2 separate regions of the Pan troglodytes genome follow, and region 1 is linked to region 2. The links are chromatin contacts, called in public Hi-C maps. All regions are on one chromosome and are shown on one strand. The core of a region is the stretch at or near the end of the contact, and the rest is flanking DNA. Distances in the headings are between cores, read along the strand shown.

The links. Hi-C and Micro-C count contacts between places; a contact is called where the count stands out from the background.
Region 1: a contact with region 2 is called in a Hi-C map of induced pluripotent stem cells, with 3 times the contacts expected there. The contact joins the promoter of LOC112204783 here to the promoter of DBX1 in region 2. A contact is called at or near these places in 2 of 7 Hi-C or Micro-C datasets (induced pluripotent stem cells and stem cell-derived neural progenitor cells).

Annotation. Positions count from the first base shown.
Region 1 is chr9:24,637,268-24,644,664 of NHGRI_mPanTro3-v2.0_pri, reverse strand. It overlaps LOC112204783 (sodium- and chloride-dependent glycine transporter 2-like), which reads right to left and starts at 5,256. Exons shown (of 1, transcript XM_054661775.1): 1 at 4,480-5,256. The coding sequence starts at 5,085. The coding sequence ends at 4,480.
Region 2 is chr9:24,192,296-24,200,096 of NHGRI_mPanTro3-v2.0_pri, reverse strand. DBX1 (developing brain homeobox 1) reads left to right here and starts at 5,934. Exons shown (of 4, transcript XM_016922415.4): 1 at 5,934-6,452; 2 at 7,118-7,219. The coding sequence starts at 6,086.

The sequences.
Region 1 (7,397 bases), core at 4,007-6,506, 450 kb before region 2:
GGGCAATAGTACTTGGCAGGCCTCCATAGAGTCACTGAGACTTCTCTAGGGTTCTTTCCCTTCAACATTCTTTGAGGTTGTTTGGGAGGGACTTGGGGAATGGTCATGATTTTTGAAAAGGTTTTGACCAGAACATGCTGCTGCATGGGCCAGAGTCAAGGTGGGTACTGGAGATGCGCGAGCGCAGAACACTGGCCTCAGCGGAGGGAAAACTGATCTTTCTCCAGTCTACTCTTCATGCTCCCGCCCCTCCGCACTTCCTGTTTGATGGCAGGGCCTTTCCTGCCCGGGGCTCTCCAAGCCAGGAAGGCCCAGGGGCAGCCACCGGCTGCTGGGCAGTAAAACCGGGGTCCTGCTTTATCCTCTCAAGACAGGGATTGTGCAGTCCTCCTCTGCTCCTGAAAAGGAGCGGCGAGCCCTCCACCCCGCACTGAGGGCTGAGGGGCCTCGAGCCGCAGTGTGGAACAGGCTGCCTCGCATCACAGAGCCTGGCTCCTCCGGAACCCTGAGATCTGCTCCGCCGCTCTTCGCAGATCCCGGGCGGGCAAAGCGCGGGCACTTGCGCGGGCCTACCTCCTTTTGCTGGAACTCCCTCCCCATCCACTACCCTGATAACCCACTCCCCTTCTAGTCGCTGGAAGCCTTGTTGTAGCATCCTGGCCTGAGGGCGCCCTGCGGAAAACCAAACGGGAACCTATCTGGGTGCCTCTATTCGTGTGGCCGGTACCTGGTCTGTTTTCAGGGCACCCCCGATGGCAAATGCTCTGAGGTCCTCATAAGTACTTGTCAAAGTGTCCTAATTTGGAACTGGAGAGGACGGGAGTAGCGGCCTATGTTTTGCGCTTTAACCGTCCGGTGGTGCAGCACCTGTCCGTTCTGCTGCAACAAATTCCGCCTGAAGCGGACCCAAGAGACAAAAACAAAAGAACAAAAACCCTTAAACTGCCTGACCTATGGGGTGAAGCAGTGCATTGCTTGTCCCTTCGGTCCAGTTGAGAAGATGTGGGACGGGGCTCCAGGTTCAAATTCCTATTGCTAGAGAGCGGCCGGCCCCGCGGCACCTAAACGCTGGGAGGGCCAGAGGGATCGTGAATGTGCCAGGTCCCTCCTCGGTGGGTACAGAAGAGGTACAAGGGAGCATAGTGGCCCAGCAGCCGATGCAAGCCTAACTAGTGTCCTCCCCACCTCTGAAACGGCTTTCATTCAAAAGCAGCACCTTCCCCCAATTTAGGGCAGATGAAAGAAACCTGTTTTCGCTGTAAGATTTTACTAAAATCAAAATATGTTCTGCTTCAAGAAGCAGAAGAAGGCGGGGGTGGCAGGCACTTCTGAGAGGTTTTTGACAGCACAGCCTCAACCCCTTCCCCCTCACCTCTTAGATCTCCTAAGGAGTCCCCTAGGAAGACAGGATATAATCCTGAATCAGGGCTCCAGGACTGCACAGCTGCTGGCTCTAACCTCGTTGGATGCCCGGAGTGCCGCCGCTCTCTGAACGCTTGACCGCTAGCACCCATGCTTACGTGGCTCAGGACCCAGGCCCCAAAACTGGGTCAGTGGGGGTTTGTGGGTCCTCACTCCTCCGCTGTGTCCCTCTCTAGATAAGATACTCCGGGATCTAATGCCTATCGATTATGGTCGCCCCCGCCCTCTGGTTGTGCACTCAAGCCTACGAGGTGTAGGGCTGGAGCCTGAGGAGGCTGTCCTGAGCCTCCCCGCCCGGCGGCCCTGCCTGAGGGCTCCTGTCCCACCCAACCCTCAGGTGCCCGCCCCGCCCCGCCGCAGGCGGAAAGAGCGGAAAAGCCATACCTCCCCCGTTCTGGAAGGCCAGGTAGGGAAACCTCCAGACATTGCCCAGCCCCACTGCGTACCCCACCATGGACAGGATGAAGTCCAGTTTGCTGGACCAGTTCCCTCGGGCCTTATTCTCATCCCCTTGCTCGTCCTCCTGGGGGCGGAAAAGCACATTGTCGATAACAGCCCCGAGTAGGTCCACAAGCAGGCCCCTTCCACCCTCCCCCCGCTAGGGGTCCTTCCCAGCAAGCAGGCTCCCACTTCTCAACCGAGGATGCATCAGCAAGCAGGACCCCAAATCTAAAGAAAGGATGCATCTACAAGCAGGGACCTCACCCCTCAACCCTGCACTGAGAGTCAATCAGCAAGCAGGTCCTCAATTCTGATCTGAAGATCCATCTTAAACAGACCCAAAACCCCTCTTTCCCAGATCATACAGTCAGGGCGCACCAGCAAGCAGCTCTCCCCAAACCTTGAACCTGTAAGGTGATTGCAAGCAGGTCCCTCCATCCCCAACCCCTTACCAAGAATTTATTTGGCAAGCAGGCTCCCCCAACATCATGCCTGGAGTTCCCAGCAAGCAGGTTCCTAATTAACCCTCTCCCACAAAAAAAACCTTCACCGCACCCCCTCCTCAGCCGTTTCTTCCTTTAGAGTGTGTGCCAAGACCAGAAAGAGAGCTGCAATGCCCAAGCCAGCCAGAGCCCCTGGCTTACTTTCCTGACCAAACCAGAACCTGCCTGGTCAACTAATTTAAGAAGGCATCCTTCAAGACTAATGCAAGGGAGATGGGCAGGAGGGAGATTTGAAGGTGAAACAAGACGGAAAACAAACAAACAAAAAAGGTTGATATGGGAAGAGACAAGCCATCTACAACCTTGAGTTCTGGTCTAAATTTTGCTACTAACCAGCTGGATAACCCCAGGCAAGCCACTTGCTCTCTCTGAACCTCCGTGTCTCATCTGTAAAAGAGGCTTAGAATGACTGTCCCCTGAAGCCCTTGCCAGCTCCAGCAGTCTATGAATCTTTGAGGCTCATTTCTTCAAGCTCACACGAAGATGCTTTCTTGGGGCAGTGCCTGGTCCTGGAATGCCTCACTAGTAAGCAGGAAAAATGGGGGGCAGACCACCCCAAATAAACTCTGAAAATGTTCAGGACACCTAGACACTGCACAAAGCTTTCCAGGGACTCAGGCCACCACACAGTTTCCACCTTCTCAGTCACCCTTCACCTCCTATTGTAGTAACTTGCTAGGTCTCATACTTTTCTACAGGGTGTGCAGGACACAGCAGCAGCTGTCAGGAGAAGTCTTAGGGAGGGAGAAAGGGCCAGGGTGAGTGTCAGAAAGGCACAATCAGAAAGATGGGCAGGGCTGAAAATAAGTACTTCCAGAAACCAGACATCTTTAACATCCTCCCTCTAATCCTCCCACACACAGACCACCTCCATTCCTAATCCCACCCTTCAATCCTTCCAGGGCTGCAAAGGGTGGGAGTTCCAGCTCCTTCTGCCGCAGTGCGGAGGTTAAGCAAGACAAGTGAAACAAATATTCTGCTCCACCTGGGGTCACACTGTGGGATACATGCTGTCAGAGGCAGATAATATACATAGAAAAACACTCCGGATGTGGACCCCGAAAGGAAAGGCAAGTGGGAAATTCTATGTTTATTTCTAGTTCTGACACCACAAGCTCCTGCTATGTGGGCCTGTGGATAAGTGTGAATGTGTATGTGTGTGTGTGTGTGTGTGTGTGCAAACACTAAAGTGACTAAGGATAGAAGGGTTGTATAAATCCTAAACCTCACACAGGCACAAATTTTGGTCCAGGCCCCACTGCTGGATATATGCATAGCCCCTGAGGCCAGGAAAGGAGAGGAAATAGCAGAAAGGCAGGCAGTGAGAAGGGAAGAGCTGAAGTTGATGAAAAAGGACAGAAGAAAGAAGAGATCAGAGAAGGAAGGAGAGAGACGAGAGGGAAATTGAAGAGAACAAAAGCCTATATGAGATAGCGGGCCACCAGCAAAAGCTGCCTTTATTCATAACCCAAGGATTGGGATTTGCTCTGTGGGTTTTTCACACCTCTAATTAAGTAGTAAAGGATCAAATGCAAGAGGGGTTTAAGATTGGTGGGGCCTGAAGCTTACACAATTGAGGGAGGTTACTTTAGGGAAAAAAATAGAAAATTATGGCAAAAGTAGACACCAGGTTTTGGAAGGACCCAGGCAAAGGACAGGCCCCAAAACTTAAGCTTCAGTAGCCTCAGGTAAACCCACCTCGCATCAAATGAGTTCTCATGTAATAAAGGTAACTGGCAGTGTAAAGGCTACAAAACTTAAACTATTATCCTCCTACCCCTCCATCCCCAGCCACCACCACGTGGCTTTGTTCTGAATTTTAACCCTCTTTTTGTTTAATTAAGAAATTATTTTTGAAAAGAAAAGACAGTCATTGGCAGGAGAGGGAGTCTGTCTGCATAAAAGGGTGGAATCTATCTTCCTCAACTCTTTCGTGGATCTGGACCTGTATTCCCGCTACCGCCAAGGCTGGGAAGGGGCAGGTCGTGGCCCCTCTGGCAGGGTCACTGCAGCCCTCGCGCCCTGAACTGCCGACCCCAGCGCAGTGCGAGCTTCCGAAGCCCCAAAGCCGCCTCCCGCATCCACCACCTGGCACTGCCAACCGGTTTCCCCATCAGCATACGTGCACCCGCCACGGCCCGGCTGGCCTCTCTCGCGCAGCTGGAGAGCAGGACACTGTGCGGGCCAAATGCAACCTGCTTACCTGGGTGGCAACGGTGGCCACGCTGCCCGGGAGCACGGACGTGATTCCATCCGTGCCCAGCACCACGGTGCTCTGGCTCACGTTCACCCAGCCCACAACAGGGGTATTGTTCCGCTCCAGGGTGCCCTTGCCCACACTCACGTTCGCATCCCCCTCCGGGCCTCGCAGAGAAGGGATCTTACAGTGCAGCGCGTTGCCGGGCCCGGAGCTCGCAGGAGGTGGGGGGGCCTGCGCGCCTTGCGCCTCTCTCAAGTCCCGCAGAGCTGCAGAGGCCGCCTGCGCCCGCGGGCTACTGAGTTTGCAAGACCCCACTCCTGGCCGCTCAGCCTCGCAGGCTCGCGCGTCCGCTGACTGGAAAGTTTGGGCGCCGGTGGAAGCGGACCTGGGCACACGTGGCGGCGGCGGGGCGGCAGCCGCGGGAAGCTCCTGCTCCGGGCTCGTCCTGGGAGCGCCTGGGCCATCCGGGTGGCCCTGCGCCGCCGCCGCCTCCGGGCTGTTGGCCGGCAGTTTATTCATTTCCTTGGGAGCACTGCAATCCTGCAAACACAATGTCAAGTTCGTGCAAAACAAAGTCACAACAGCTTTTAAAATACCTGTATCTACATATGGAGACGTTCGCAACTCAGGTCCAGACACAATATCTGGGGAAGCAAATTGGAATCTGAACTTTTTTTTAAAGAAAGGCTGCAATCAGTATTTCTCAATTTGCCCGTTTCATCAATAACCAGATGACAAAAAGAAGCTAATATTCCCTCCCTAGTGGAGGATGAACTAAGAAAAGAGGCAGAAATGTAATTTTGTAAGGGTAAAGGGGGAATGGAAATAGCCCTGGAGTCATGAGCTCCCCTCCCTCTTTGGATTTCACATCACAGCTGTGGGTGCCCGCATCCCCATCACCACTGTAGAAAGATTCTTTAATTTTCCGCCCCATTTCCTTTGTCATTCAACAATGCACACTGCCTTTTTCCCCCATAGACAAGCTGTGGCCACAAAGCTGATGCCCTGGCACCTGCGAGCGCTTGAGGCCAAATTGGTTGAGTCCCAGCGCTCCACAACCCACCTCCTCCCGCCAGGTAGCAAAGACAAGGTTAAGAATCACGATCAAAATAACCACAAAAAAACCTACAACGATAATAAACTAAATTTAAGACACAGAGTAGTAACTAGGTTTGTTATCTTACACAACTTGTATTCACTTCCAGATTCCCAGACATGGAAAAGAATATGCAAAGCTTTTTGTTCTTTTGTTTAGGTTTCTTCTCCTTCTTCTTCTTCTTCTTCTTCTTCTTCTTCTTCTTCTTCTTCTTCTTCTTCTTCTTCTTCTTCTTCTTCTTCTTCTTCTTCTTTTGCGTAACTATTCACAGGAGTCTAATATCCTTCACAACTCTAAGCTTGCTTGAGTACCAAAACTCATGACTAATTTTTATTCGCTTTTTCCCAATTCACTTTCAAATGAAAAGAACTGCCAGCGGTGGTTTTTCTATCCACTTTCTCCCCTCGTGTTATCTTTCACGGCTTCCTAAACATTAGCACCAATAATTATTATTACACTGTAAGAATAATCCTATTATCTTCGCCTCCACCGCACTCCTCTCGTCTAACCCCCTTTCACAAACACGCAGAATAGAACTCCTCAATTTGCACAAATCTAAGTACCTCGGCTTCAGCCAGCATTTGTCTCAGTAGCCTCTAGGACCCAGAGCAACTCGCTTCTGTACCGGCATCTGGCTTTTCAGCACCGAGGACAGTGCCCGGGATCGGGTCTTTAGGAGCCACAGCCAACCTCTCAGCTCTACAGCCTAGGAAACCTCTTTGCGACCTCAGGTGACGCTCACAAGTACAAATACCTAGGGCTGCGAGAATTGTTGTCCTCGTCGCCCCCTTTCCCCCCACCCAATGCACAGACATCTCCAAAAGAAATAGCCAAAACGAATCTGCTTTCCCTGTCCCCTCAGCCCCCTTTCCTCTTGAAAGAACAAAAGCAAACACTCACCATGTCTGACACAGGCAACAGACTGAACTGGTGGAGGGTGAAACCCGCTATTGACAAGACTGGGTTTGGCTCAGGCAGGAGAGGCGCTTTCTATATCTCCTTGGGAAAGGCCGGGTTTGCGTCAGTGCAAAGCAAGGTGCCCTTGGTTTGACATTTTCTTGATAATACAAGTTTGATAAATCATTACCCCCTTGGATTCAAGTTTTAAAGGGACAACAGCCTAGAGTATGCTGGCCAGTTGTCACTCCAGCGGGAGGGGGCTGCGCGTTTGGCGTGACTCATGTGGTTTGATTACTAAACCGAAACCGGCAGGAGGGGAAGACAGAAGTTTGCCTCCTCCTAATTAAGGGAAACATGGGAGGGACACGTCCCACTGCACCCAAGGCAAGGCGCAGCCGCCAACAGAGTGGATCGGGCTGTAGAGGTGGAAGGAGGGGGTTAAATCACTGTCTTCTCTTTCCCTTTCACTAGATTCCATTGCTGTCCCTCCTTATCTTCAGGGATTCCGAAAATATTACTGCGAAAGAGATTGAGGGTCTGCGCATAGCCCCACAGCTCTGCGATGACTGAAGCAGGCATGGGTCCTGCATTTATCAAGGTGTACCTACCTAGCATGTATGTGGACTTCAGATTCTCACATCCCTACCCTTCCAGACAGTCAGTCTTGGAGGAATCCTGGGTTTTTGCTTTAAAATTGTGATCTGGTATTTCCGTTCCTATTTCTGTTATCACAATCAAGAGAAAATTCTGAGTATAACTGACCGTTTTCATTGTATTTTTAAGCTTTTCTGAAGACGTTTTAGAGAAAGAAAAACGAAGTTTTTCCAACACAGAC
Region 2 (7,801 bases), core at 4,685-7,184:
ACACGGTGAAACCCCATCTCTACTAAAAATTCAAAAAATTGGCCAGGCTCGGTGGTGGGTGCCTGTAGTCCCAGCTACTCGGGAGGCTGAGGCAGGAGAATGGTATAAACCCGGAGGGCGGAGCCTGCAGTGACAGTGAGCCGAGATCGCGCCACTGCACTCCAGCCTGGGCGACAAAAAAAAAAAAAAAAAAAGAAAAGAAACACAACTGTCTTCAGCCCCCTCCCTAAGAATCTCATCAAACCATCAGGGAAGATGAATCACTTGAGAAAAGATTGCAAGTCATCACTACACCCAACAAGCTATTCTTATTCTTCTGGAAGCTGCTCCAAAACAGCTTTTAAAAAGAAATTTAAAAAAAATTTTTTTTTTTTTTTTTGTAGAGACAGTCTCAATATGTTGCCCAGGCTGGTCTCCAACTCCTGGACTCAAGTGATCTGCCAACCTCGGCCCCCCAGAGTGCTGGGATTACAGGTGTGTGCCACCGCACCAGGCCAACTTTTTTTTTTTAAGCAGATACTTACCTACATCATAAGACAACCTTCGTTCACAGCACAGTTCTGCTCCTTTTGCCTTGGACAAAAGCAGCCCTTTCAGAGAAAAATTCTATACCCTTTCCCACCCAGCACCAATTTCATCTTCATCCAAGCCTCTTTAACCAGAAAGATTCCAGGACAGAACATCAATAGTTCCAGCTTGGGGTGGGGGGAAGGCAGAAAAGGCAAGAGAGGGAAAAGATGATGGAGCATAGAGGGGAAGGGGCTCATTGTGGCATTCCACCAGCTAAAAAGTGAGGCCCAGGACAAGGGGAGTGGGCCAGGGAGGATCCCCTCCTACTTTTCACCTAGTGTCGGGCCATGCCTCATGGTGGGACAAGAACTGGCGAGGACAGTAAGCAGGGCAGCCTGTTTGAAGGGAGGGATGTGGACTGGAATGTGAGGGTGGCATGACCTCAAGGCTTTTGCTCTTGGTACCCAGTGTATCTTGAGACCCCAGGAGTGACAGCCCAGTGTGTGCAGTCCTCCCTGGCTGGCAGATTTGCCTTAGGCCTCTAGAGCACTCCACTTTCCTCCCCTCCACCAAGGGAGCACCCTAGAACCTGGAGGTGCTGTCCTTCCTGTCATCACCCTGGGCTCAGAGGCTGGTTGTTGCTGGGCCCCTTCATAAGGCAACAAAGAGCTGAGGGGTTTTAAACCTCAGGAGATCAGATCTGAAAGGGCCCTTAGAGAGCTTTCTGAGGCAACCCCCCTCGTTTTACCCATAGGGACACTGAGGCCCAGGAGACAAGAACTTTTCCTAAAGACATACAGTAAAGTGAAATGGATTCAAATGTGAGTTAAAAGAATATTTAGATGCTGGAGGATCACTTGAGGCCAGGAGGTGGAGACTAGCCTGGACAACAAAATGAGACTCTGTCTTTATTATTATTTTCTTTTTTAAAAAAAGAAGAATATTTAATCCTGCAGTCTGTGAAGAGCTGGTTAAGCAAGGAGAAACAATGGCTATTTTCAAGCAGAGTGGGATGGAATCTTCAGCTTTAAAAAGTAGCAGTATGAAATTAATTTCCCAGACAAGTGGGCAGAGATAATGATGGAGAGAGAAAGCACTCAAGGCTGGGCTTACCAAAATTTAATTTTGATTATTTTGAACGGTCTCATATCTCCTTGGCCCAACATGGTTTTAATATTGCTAGGGAGAGGGTTGTCCAAGAAGGGAGTTGAAGTAAACTTTCTCCAAGTCCGCACTGCAAGCCCTGCACCGCTCTACAGAGATCCCCTTTATTCGGGTTAAAAAAATAATAATAAAAAAAAAAAAAGAAAAAGAAAACACCAAAAAAACCCACACACACAAAAAAACAACACACAGTTAACCACCTGTCAGGGCTGAGGATACAATGAGACTCCTGGAAAAAGAGCTTTTCATGCATGCGTAATATATTTGTTCAGCTATTCACTTAATGAAGCTGATAAATGTGATGCAAGACAATAGTCAAGTTAATCTATTTAGTAAAATGTTTTGAGACTTTCAGGCTACGTTAAGGAGGGGAGCGTCCGGCGACATTTTCATTTAAATGCGCTCATCTCCTCTCTTAGGCAGCACAAGGGGGTTCGGGCAATCTATGTGAATATAATTTCTTATAAATGTGTCTTTAATGGGTTTAATTCACCCTTGCCAGCTGTTTTGGGGGCTACTTTGTAAGAGCAAAACAAACGTTTCGGGCTTGGAAAGCTAGTTAAAATTAGTTTCGGTCAGCAAGGCCAAGCTATATTTCCTGCAAACCATCTGCTTGATTGGCACAATAGAAGGATTTTCAAGGAAAAAGAGAGGAGTGAGTGTGAAAGGGATGGGGGGTGAGGGGGGAGATACTAGAAAGAGCTGGTGCAGCGGTAGCTCCTAGTGGCCTATTCTGAAGGTGAACCCCTTAGAGCTGTCTTAAAAGAGAGGCTTGCGAAGAGGGGCTGGGGCGGTAGGAAAGCTCTTTCAGTCCGAGCCTCGCAGCCCTCCTCCTTCGCCTCGCCCGTTAGCTCCCTGCCCCCCCTCCCCACACCCCCCACCCCAAAGCCAGGCGTCGGGCGCTTTTCCCTGTCGCCGCCCGGCATCCTGCCAATCTTTCCAAAATGCGCTCTCACTCTGTTGGCTGCTCCGGCAGGGAGCATGGAGGACTGGGGGTCCGAAGCCTGCAAAGGGTGACCTTAGCGTTGCAGCCTTCCCGAAACGGAGACTTGCCATCTTTTCAGAGGGCGGGGAAGCTAGTGTCCGTTTCGCCTCGCTTGCTGGCCTTCGCTTACCCGAAACATTCTAGGCACGGCCCGCACTGGAGAGGGCCGCGCTGCTGCTGCGACCGCACGGCGCCCGGGGCAGGAACATGCTCGCTCTCCCCTGCGCGGGGGGAACGAAACCCCCAGAGTGCGTTCCGACACGCTCTTTCTACTATCCAAGGCAGGTTTCGGCAGCTTTGGCCACCTAGGCCCGGGGAGCCCCAGCCGGATCTGCTGCGGCCTCCCCGCGTAGGCAAGGACCTTAAACCCCAAACCAGGGACTCCGATTCTCTCTTTTCCCCTCCCGTCTTCTTTTCTCTTAAAAGAGAAATAGAAAGCTCAGCCTTGAGACAAAGAACGCGAGTGATTTCTCCGAAATAAACTTGAAGATAACGACATAACAGTGAATGGCAGGACGCACAAAACCCCATGGGGTCAGGTCAAATGGCATTAGTCACAGGTCTTAGCCGCAGCCGCCGCGCCGCGCAGCTCCTTGGGCTATCGCGGAGTTTGAAAAGACGCGTTCAAGGAGATCACTTAAAGTAAGATCCTTTCGTCCGAGTTCTTGCTTCCTTAGGATTTATTTTTCCTTTCACGGGCGGCCAGCCCTCGCCCCCTCGCCCCCGCCCTCACTTTTCCTCTTTGGCGCTTTAGGAATTCTTTAGGAGGCTCTGGAGACCGACCCCAGGAAGCAGGGTCCACGTGGATCGCAGCAAGGGGTTGATCCACCCTCCAAAAAATGGCAGGGTAGACTTTTAAAAGCCGAGAAGTTAGTAGCAGTTAGTCTATAGTGAAGCAGAATGGCTGGGGCTTGGGGTGGGGGCTGGGGGGTGGCATGAAGCCTGTCGACGGGCAGGAAACCGTGAAAACTGCATCCCGGCAAATGCCCCAACAGGGAAGGAGGAGCTGGGAAGGGCTCACGCTGGCTTCAAGTTCTTACCGTTCCCCCCTCCAAAAAAACAAAATCCAAGTTGATTTTGGCAAATATAGACTCTATTCTGATCATCCGGAAGACTTGGACAAGCGCTTCACCGGTAGGGAATCAAACATCCTGAAGCCCCCGGCGCGTCCTTCTGGGAACTGGCAATTGCCCAAGTCCTTAAGATTCGGGGAGAAAAAGGGGTGGGGGGCAGAGGGAAAGGGAGTGGGAGAAGGAGGGAGGTGGGCCTGAGGAAAAAAGTAAGGGAGAGGAAGGGAGAGAGCCAGTCTTATTGCAATGGGAAACTGTCTCGTGGCAAGGTTAAAGTGCAGGTGTTCAGATAGCTTATGCTTTTCTCACCTATTTTATTGCAAACTTCAAAAAGGAACTTTTGACGTTCTTCGACAGATCTCCTTCTTCCGTTTCCAGGAGACTCCAATTAACTCTAGCAAGGCGCTTCCCATATTTAAATAGCCCCTTATTTAAAAGTTGTTTCTTTCCTGATTGGTTTTCTCCCGCTGCCCATGAGCATGAGCGGTCTTGGGCTCAGAAACTCCGCACTTACGTCATCTTCTAGCATTAATTCGCCTCTAGAGCTGGGCCCTAAATAACTTTTTAATTTGAATCAAGGGAGAGTTTTAGCGGGCTCCGTTTCTGGTTTAATGTGATATAAATCGCAGATGCACTTTTATTGAATGGTTAAAGCAGCGACATGGAGATCATCAACACAAAACACCCCGAACAAAACCATCGAGAGAAATAAAGCTGGTTAATAAGATTTTTGAGAAAGCTTTGTGTTAAAAAGCAAAAAGGAAAACCAGCTGAAGGTGACAGTTAGTTCATGGTTAATAGGATCAGGGCGGCCTGGCGGGGCTGCACACTTCTCTTTGGGGAGGTTCAGCCACACTAAAGAGATGAATGGGACATTTAACACATCTGTTATCTCGCCGAACAGAGAAATGGGGGGAATCGAGTCTTAGTACCACCTCAGCCCCAACCAGAGGAAAGCGAAGGGACTGTCTCCAGGAAGATTCTCCTTTGAAGCCCCACATTCAGGGGAGGCTTTCCCGGAGTGGACCAACATTCTTGGGAACCGCATCCCTTCCCTCTGGTTTTCACGCGTTTGTGCGTTGTAGTTAATTAAGAAGCTGCCAAACCTTGGGCCAAGTTAAGGGCCCCGCAAGTGGTAGGGTTCTCTCCAGACGACGTCTGGACCTTCGCTGCTATGGCTTAAAATGTCAGGGCTGTGAGTTTCAACTTAAACTGCCGAGAGCTCCCTGTGTTTGGAGAACGGCCAGCATAGCACTCACAGCCTTTGGATACCCTTGCCCGAGGCAGTTTCCGGTCAGCCTAAGCTCTTTGCAAGCGGAATCCTGCCGCTCGGCAGCCCAGCGCCGCTCTCCTCCGCTCCTCCCGCAAGGTGAGGTGCGGAGAGCCCCTTGCAGAAACTCCTAGAGAAAATCGTTTTCCAAGTTGCTGGGAATTTGAAGGAGACTCGTTTTACTGTTCAGGTATCCACCAACGCTCAAACTCAACCAGTCTCCCGAAATGAAATAACTCCAGACCTCTCCCCACTCTTACGGACACACATCCAGTGGCCCCAAAGCATCCGTTTCCAAGTTTCCCTGAGTCGTCAGAATGGGACTTCTAACACTGATTTCACTCACCCCTACATTTGCTTTATGCTTCAGCTGGAGTAACGGATAGGGCTAGAGACCGGAAAGGGAGTATATTTTCATGTCCACTGACTTGAAACTTTTCATTGCCCCACCCCCACAAGAGGGAGGGCAACTTTGCTGATAGCCTGAAGATGTATTTCTATGAATATTTATTGATTTATTTTCCGGGCTTAGCAGGGGAGCTGCAAATAAATTTAGCGCGTTCTTTAAATAATTCCTTTTCTATGAGGCAAGATGTCATCTGAAACTTCTAAATAGGCATTTAATTAGCCCGGGTGTTGCTTCGGAACAAAAACCTTCGGCGAGAGCTTTGGGGGCGCACTGTATTGCAAAGAGGCGGTCGATATGAAGAATTGATGCGCGCGGGCCTTTGTTGCCGGCCCATTGTGCGGGCCATGCTTATGAAGACTAATCCAATCATAAATTGCACCCCTGCGCCAATCAGAGAGTCCAGAGCCTCCGGCGAATGAAGCTCGAGTGGAGAACTTTGTTGAACTTCATTGTCAGAGCTGTCACTTTTCAAAGTGCTTTAGCGGGCGGGCCACTATAAAACCATCACCTCGACGAGAGGACCACGGAGGACTCGCAGACGCCCAAGTGGGATTGTTACTTGGAGACGTTTGCTAAGCCCAAGAGAGAGGACACTGTGGGGGCGGGAGGGGCGGGAAGCGAGGCGTTTACCCTCCGGCCACTGAAAGAAGGGTTATTTCGCCCGCCCCGCGCCTACCATGATGTTCCCCGGCCTCCTCGCGCCCCCCGCCGGGTACCCTAGCCTCCTGCGGCCCACGCCCACCTTGACGCTGCCCCAGTCCTTGCAGTCGGCATTTTCCGGCCACTCCAGCTTCCTGGTGGAGGATCTGATCCGCATCAGCCGACCCCCCGCCTACCTGCCCCGCAGCGTGCCCACCGCCAGCATGTCGCCGCCCAGGCAGGGGGCCCCCACGGCCCTCACCGACACGGGGGCCTCGGACCTGGGCTCCCCGAGTCCCGGCAGCCGACGGGGCGGCTCTCCGCCGACTGCTTTCTCCCCTGCCAGCGAGACGACGTTTCTGAAGTTCGGAGTGAACGCCATCCTCTCCTCGGGGCCCAGAACAGGTAAGCGAGGGCAGAACCCTGAGGGCCCATTCAGGTACCAGGTATGCGCGGAGTCATCCTGGCCTCAGTTTCCTCTAGCGAGCGGGCCCCCCCACACACATCGGTGCACACACATATGCACGAACTCTGAGACCCTACGTCAGGCAATGTGAGAATAGCACAGTCAATTCCGGGGAAGAAAATCCTCCAGGCTCGCCCCATCCTCGGAGTGAACTTGAGCACACGCAGTCGGAGACGGTGCGCAGTCAGCTGGTGCAGTAACGCTGAGCGCACGCGCCTGGACGTCTGCGTTTCTGCCTTCGAGCTTTTGGGAGACAGTTTTTTTTTTTTAACTGAATATGATATATTTATTGGATTAGCAAATATTATAAATCTGCAATTTCTTTCCTCCCCACTCAGTCCTATCTCGTTAGTGCCTAGGATGGAGATTGGGGTAGAGTGGAACGGCGCAGAGAATTATGTTGGGGAGAAAGAAAAGAGTTTTACAGATAAGACAATGTTGGGAAGATTTATTTTACCCTGTCAACGTATGAGAAAGATGTCTTTGAAACCAGATGAAGGGCTAATTATATCGTGTGTTCAGTGTGCTATACAATAGGCAAGTACGTAATCAGATTCTTTCTGTCTCCCTCTCTCCTTTCTGTCCCCCCTCCACCGCCCACCAGAAACATCCCCAGCCTTGCTCCAGAGCGTCCCTCCCAAGACCTTCGCCTTTCCCTACTTCGAAGGGTCTTTTCAGCCTTTCATCAGATCTTCTTATTTCCCAGGTAGGTCTCGTCCCCCTTCTTTGCGCGAGGCAGGGCGGCGCCCCAGCCCCGGCCCATCGCTCCCTGCTCCGAAGCCATATTTCTCCGTCCACCCCTCGGGGTTATGCTCTGGTTCAGAGGTTGCGAGGCGTACAACATTCATGAATCCGTCGCGCCAATTTGATGCCCTATTTAGCACAAGCAGTGACTGCTTGACACTTTGCACCAATTCCCTGCTCTACAAATTAGCAGGAATTGTCATGGTCCCAATTTGAGGCGGTTCCCTTCCCTGCGAGGAGCTGTTGGCATCCCTTCACGCCGCCGTTTTCCCACAGAGTCAGTGCACTTGGCCACGATTCCCCACAAAGGTTTCAGCACCATGACCAATTGGTCAGCTCCTCCGGGCAGCCACACACAGACCGGCCCTAGTCCCTCCACGCCGCCGAGAGACACCTACCAGCCGGGGCTAATTTCTCTTTAAGACTCATTCAGGGCTTCGGGCTTTTCACAAGACCACATGGGGTGCCCTCTTGTGTAGGATGCCTAGGGTCGCCCAGGGGGAGGGGGATTAGATCCTCCCCCAATCCCAACCTATTTCCAGCC